Regions from separate parts of the Zea mays genome. Here region 1 is linked to region 2. The links are chromatin contacts, called in public Hi-C maps. All regions are on one chromosome and are shown on one strand. The core of a region is the stretch at or near the end of the contact, and the rest is flanking DNA. Distances in the headings are between cores, read along the strand shown.

What was found. Hi-C and Micro-C count contacts between places; a contact is called where the count stands out from the background.
Region 1: a Hi-C map of leaf shows a contact between it and region 2, with 5 times the contacts expected there. The contact joins the enhancer-like site here to the promoter of LOC103638683 in region 2. A contact is called at or near these places in 18 of 25 Hi-C or Micro-C datasets (bundle sheath, ear, endosperm and 6 more) and 2 of 3 datasets of contacts at active chromatin or transcription factors (leaf and seedling).

The regions. Positions count from the first base shown.
Region 1 is chr9:94,803,965-94,806,759 of Zm-B73-REFERENCE-NAM-5.0, reverse strand. No RefSeq gene overlaps it. Among protein-coding and RNA genes, the nearest start is that of LOC103638685, 21 kb to the left of the region's middle. Within about 2 kb of position 1,484, at least 18 of the 20 cell types and tissues checked have an H3K27ac peak or open chromatin away from gene starts, as enhancers often do. A contact at or near this core is called in bundle sheath, ear, endosperm and 5 more, where this site is marked.
Region 2 is chr9:94,729,438-94,732,235 of Zm-B73-REFERENCE-NAM-5.0, reverse strand. It overlaps LOC103638683 (SPX domain-containing protein 1), which reads left to right and starts at 1,467. Exons shown (of 3, transcript XM_020544011.3): 1 at 1,467-2,185; 2 at 2,289-2,421. The coding sequence starts at 1,889.

The sequences.
Region 1 (2,795 bases), core at 235-2,734, 75 kb before region 2:
CAACTCTTCGAAGGCTTGCTGCTGCGCTGGTCCCCAATGAAATACTTTTGCTGACTTTAGCACTTCGAAGAATGGTAAGCTTCGTTATGCTAATCTTGAGATAAATCGATTCAGATCGGCAAGTCTTCCTGCTAACATCTGGGTCCCCTTTCTTGACTTCGGTGGCTCCATCCATGGTGATGTGTGCACGTTTTCTGTAAGCTATATGTGCATATATTGTATATATATATGATGTGGTATCCGCTTCCTAAAAGGAATAATTGGTATCTTACCACACTTAGAACGTTGCTTTGTTGTTATAGTTGCCAATGTGCCTATAAATTATGAGTTCATCTGAGTCTATGAAATATCAACTGGATGGTAATTTGACGAAACAATTTCAATCTAATGACAAATATCCAATTATCTCGAATTCGAAGAAGAATATTCGACCTAGAAATATGTAAGCAGATGAGGATTTGTCTCTCCTAAATCCTCTTCCGCGGTGAAAATGGGAAAGCTATAATTCTCTGTGCATCGTCATTGCAATTGTTTATCGGTTTTGCCGCATTAGTATTGATGAACGAAACGGCACATACTTATCTCTTACAACAACAAATTAAAAAGGCGTAACCATGTAGGCGATCCGGGTCAAAACCATGATTTCCGAATAGAGATAGAGCACAACACAGTGTAGTTAAGAAAGAAAAGTACAAGAGGTTAAGACAACCACGGCTAGCTAAGGAGAAAAAAAAGACCTCCACCCCGTTATCCTATCAAATTTCTATAAACATTAATACGATCATCACAACTATTTATATGACTGTAGCTATATATGCTCTAAAATATAAAACCTAAAAACACGTCTAAATAACATGTCCGTACCACCTATGGTCAATTATAACAAGTAAAAGCACTACGACCCCATATAATGGTCGTCCACCTGGACCTAAAGCTTAACGAATTAGCATGTACATCTTTGTCGATGTCAACATCAAACAGATATGTTTTATTGTCGACTTAGGTGGACCGCGCTATGGATCTCATACTTTTCTGGCTACTACTCACCAATGTCACCTGACTTGACCGTTAGTACAAGTGGCCACTTGGGTTTTTTTTTTGATCTATTTCAGATTTGGCCTCTTCCTCAATAAATCTAGGCGGGCGGCTACCGAACAGATTTTTTAATCCTTAAGATAATGATAGAGACACTCACTACCACGTGGAGTGTGCCACACGTACGAGAACTCGGAAGAACGAGAGCTACTACATTATCAACTCCAGCTCAAGAAGAACCACTGTATTTCGGCAAGCAAGAATGCCCAGCACACGGAGTAAACTGAGGTGAAGCCCCCAAGGCCTCTGATACGGTGGCTGGGCAGCCGTGTGCTGCCATTTCGAAACAACGGCGCGGGGAGTTGCGTTGAATGGTTGGTACTGGAGACTAGAGAGAAACTGACAGAGAAGGACCGAGGCTTTGAAGGCTGGGACAGGGACGCGCAGAGGATCTTGACATATCCCATTGGATATTCCCCTTCCGGAACGGATTATGCGCCGAATCTTCCACTGCCCCCAGCGTGCTCTGGTCATGCCCGTACTTTCTTAAAAGAGGCTACATGTAGAATATTGGAGTTTTGCTCGGATCCTCTGCGCCCCGTCATCTGTGCTCTTCCATGTACACCTTCTTTTTGTTTGTTTTTTTTTAAAAAAACTTGCTTTGGCGTCCAACAATGCCAAGTCGCCGCTTTACCCCATTGGTGGATTATGTATTTGGTGACACATTGAATATAACTTCTGTCGCCCGTTAGAGATTGCACAATAGGTTGGAGGAAATTAAATTACTCCCATTCCTCCATTTTTCTTCAGGACTTGTTTGAATACTCTTGTATTCACCTTAATCAATGTATATTGAGATAGATTGTATTGTAAATTAGTTTAAGTTATAATTTAGTCTATTTTAGTATACGTGGATTGAGTTAAATATGAAAGTATCCACGAGAAAAACACATTTCGAGTTTTCTTTGTCGCCAACCGCATTGGGAATCGTAGGTGGTCTTTTCACTACTGTCTCTGTGTGCGGAGTACTGCGTGCAGACATTCCAGCTGCTTGACCGTTGAGTTGTTTACAGTCAGTTGCTAGCTACATGCAGGCATGGGCCCAACAATTGTGACATCCCATTTAACATAAAAAAACGAAGCAAGTTTCCTCCTAACTTGGTCACTGTGCCGAGAACATATACGTAGAAGAAAAATGTATAGGGGGAGTACAACATTGACATTAATCTTTGCAACAAAAAAAGACTGGTTTCTTAATTTAATGTCACATCTTTACTATATTAAAGCATCGGTTTCAACAGTCGTCCCATGTTAATATTTTTTTAAAAAAACCATACATTTTTAGAATCAACATGCACTCCTATAATCTCTTCTCTACTACTATAATAGAAGAGTTTATGTAAAAAATAAGTTAAAATTATGTATAAGTGAGTGTTTGAACCTTGGTTGCTGGCTCCACATTCACACATACCTAATCAATAAAAACATATATTTTGTGCTTTATTAAAACAAATTTATCCTATGTTATATATATAAACCGTAGCAATGCATGTGCATATGACTAGTTGATTTTAATCAATGAGTTTGGCGAGGAGAAGAACATCATTTTTTCAGTTTAATTTAGTAATAGCCAGCCCCGTGCATCGCCCAGCGCATATGGACTGATCACACAGGGCCTCCAAAGTTTTAGGGCTCCAACTCTTGCGTATATTATGCTATGGTCTACTATATGCTAAAAAAATGAATACTTGGTTCAATTT
Region 2 (2,798 bases), core at 218-2,717:
ATCATGCATGTGCAACATTATAAGGTGTATAATACAATGCATGAGCATGTGAAAGAGAGTGCATATGAGAGTATCACACATAAAGCACATGACAAATCAAACTCATGTGTATCTCTCATTCGCCCTATCAATAGCATTCTTCCTATCTACATACTACCCTCTCTTGGACCTCTCCCCCTAACACATACTCCCCTCTTCCTCTTTGGCATCAAGCACCAACAGTGACAAAACCTAAGGGTCCTAAGAAGGAAAATAAATAGTTGTGCCAGGTACTAAATGGTGAGGCCTGAGCTCAAACTATATTAGGAGAGTGTCCTGTCTCTAGCGAGGAAGAAGTCATGTATCCACAAAGGATGAGCCCTGTCTCTAGCGTTGACTGGCCAGCTGGTGGAACAAGAGAGATCTACGGGGGAGGGAGTCTGACGAGGCATCTAATCGGTCCTGGCAACATGTTGCAGAAGGTGTCAACTCTTGCGCTAAAGGTACAACAACCATTTGGGGGTGGAGCCCCTTGTCTAATTGGTTGGCATTGTCGGTGTAGGTGGCACAATAGTAATCATCATTATGACAGATAGTGTCAAAAGAGTAGTAACTGGTAGAGCTTGTTACAAGGAAAGCGGACCTCGACCCATTTGATTAACGATTTTTGGTGTTTAGTGATCAACATAACCATTTGAACTAATGTTGTTTGTTAGTGTTTATGAATATAGTTCAAAGGATACATCATGAACTTGGGTGAAGGCAACATGGCGATCAAGAAGATCAACACGTCAAAACAAGATATTAGAAGACTTATTGAAGACCTACAAAGATCTTGGTTCGCTGGCTAACTTGCCACGGTGAGCGAATAAACCTCCCACCAATAACTTTGTTCTTGTCCTTCATATCCCCAAATCAAATGCTTGATGTCTTTAAATTGAACTCCATTAGACTAAGACCATGTCCAGCAGTCCACTCATATGATCACCCAAGACACCGTTCTACATTATAGACTGCACTGTTTGAAAAGTGAAGTTTAAATATGTGTATGTGGATGAGTAAGCGGTTGGAGATAGTCTAACTCTTGAAATATGAGCGTTTCCTATATTTTCTTCCTTATAAAAATAAGCGAGTTTCTAAGAGAACTTTTTAAAGGGCTAGTTTGGTAAGCTCATTTTTCTAAGGGATTTTTATTTCGCCAAAAAAATAGTTTATTTTCTATTGTTAAAATAGGAATCTTTTGAAAAGATAGAGTTTTCAAACTAGTCTGAAATTCATGTATTCTATCTCGTGAAAAGTAGCTCATCCCTGGCATCCCGTCGGCGGATGTCAACCAAACGCCACTACGCCAGCACTTGGACAAAACCAGCAACTACACAGCCACGGTGCCAGTGGCAACCTTCTTCCATGTGGGTACGTGATCGTGTCAGCTCACCAAGCAAGCCCCCGTCCTGTGCAGCTGTGCTGCGTGCCCGACTACACGTGCCAGTTTTGCCGCATAGCTCCACGGCCGAAGCCGAACGCCCCACCAGACCACCCCCACCCGGCCCCGGCCCCCGGGTCCCTGTCTTCCCCGTCTCCGCTTCCGTCCACCTCACGTCGGCGTCTTCCATCGAAGTGGCCTTTTCGGCGGCGAGTGAGAGGGCGAGGAATAAAACTCGCGTCGCGCACGCACCGCAACAATAATATCCTTCCACGCGAATATTCGCCGCTTCCCACCTCCCCCGCCCCGCATATCCTTCCGTCCGTCCGTTCGTCTCCCCCCTTTCCCTTCCCCTCTATTTCACCACCCCATCAGCCGCCCGCCACCGCGACGATCACCGGCGCAATCCGTTCACCCCACCACTCATCCACTCCCCCTCCGCGAATCTCATTTCTTTACTGCGGCTAGGAGGAGGCGGCGGCGGCGATGAAGTTCGGCAAGAGCCTGAGCGGACAGATCGTGGAGACGCTCCCGGAGTGGCGCGACAAGTTCCTGTCCTACAAGGATCTCAAGAAGCGCCTCAAGCTCATCGGCGCCGGGAACGGGGCTGAGCGGCAGCCGAAGCGGGCCCGCCGCGACGACTCCGGGGAGGCTGACGCGGCCGCGGCCGCGGCGGCAATGACGCCAGAGGAGGCGGAGTTCATGCAGCTCCTGGAGGCTGAGCTCGACAAATTCAACTCTTTTTTCGTCGAGAAAGAGGAGGAGTACATCATCCGTCAGAAGGTGCCTGCTCGCCCTATCCGCCCTCCTTCCTCCCCTTGTTTCCCTAATGATTTTCGCGTTCTTTGATCTGATCGGGTTGCTTGGCCGTGGCTGAGTGGAGCAGGAGCTGCAGGACCGGGTGGCCAGGGCGGCCGGGCGGGAGTCCAAGGAGGAGCTCATGCGGGTGCGCAAGGAGATTGTCGACTTCCACGGCGAGATGGTGCTGCTGGAGAACTACAGCGCCCTCAACTACACAGGTAATAAGTCCTCCGCCGCCGCACACTCCCGTCCCGCCGCGTCGCATGTGTTGCTTTCATGTCACTCTTATGGTTGATTAGTTTTCCAGAATTTTGTTGTCTCCGTTGTTGTTTATCTCTTCCTGGTAAGTTTATTGTCTATGTATTTTGTTTTGTAGTAGCTAGTAGCAACTTAGCCTGGACTGTGGCTGTGAATTAGGGATGAAGCCTCTAGATTCCTGGGGCTAACAATCAGTGTTTGCCATAGCTAACATGGGTCAAATAAAGAGACGAATTGCTGTGTTGCTTGTCAGCAAGGGACAATACATGTCAGTGTCGTTGAGTATGCATACTAGTGACTGAGTTGAAATAGCAAGAGTCCATTTATTCTCGCTATT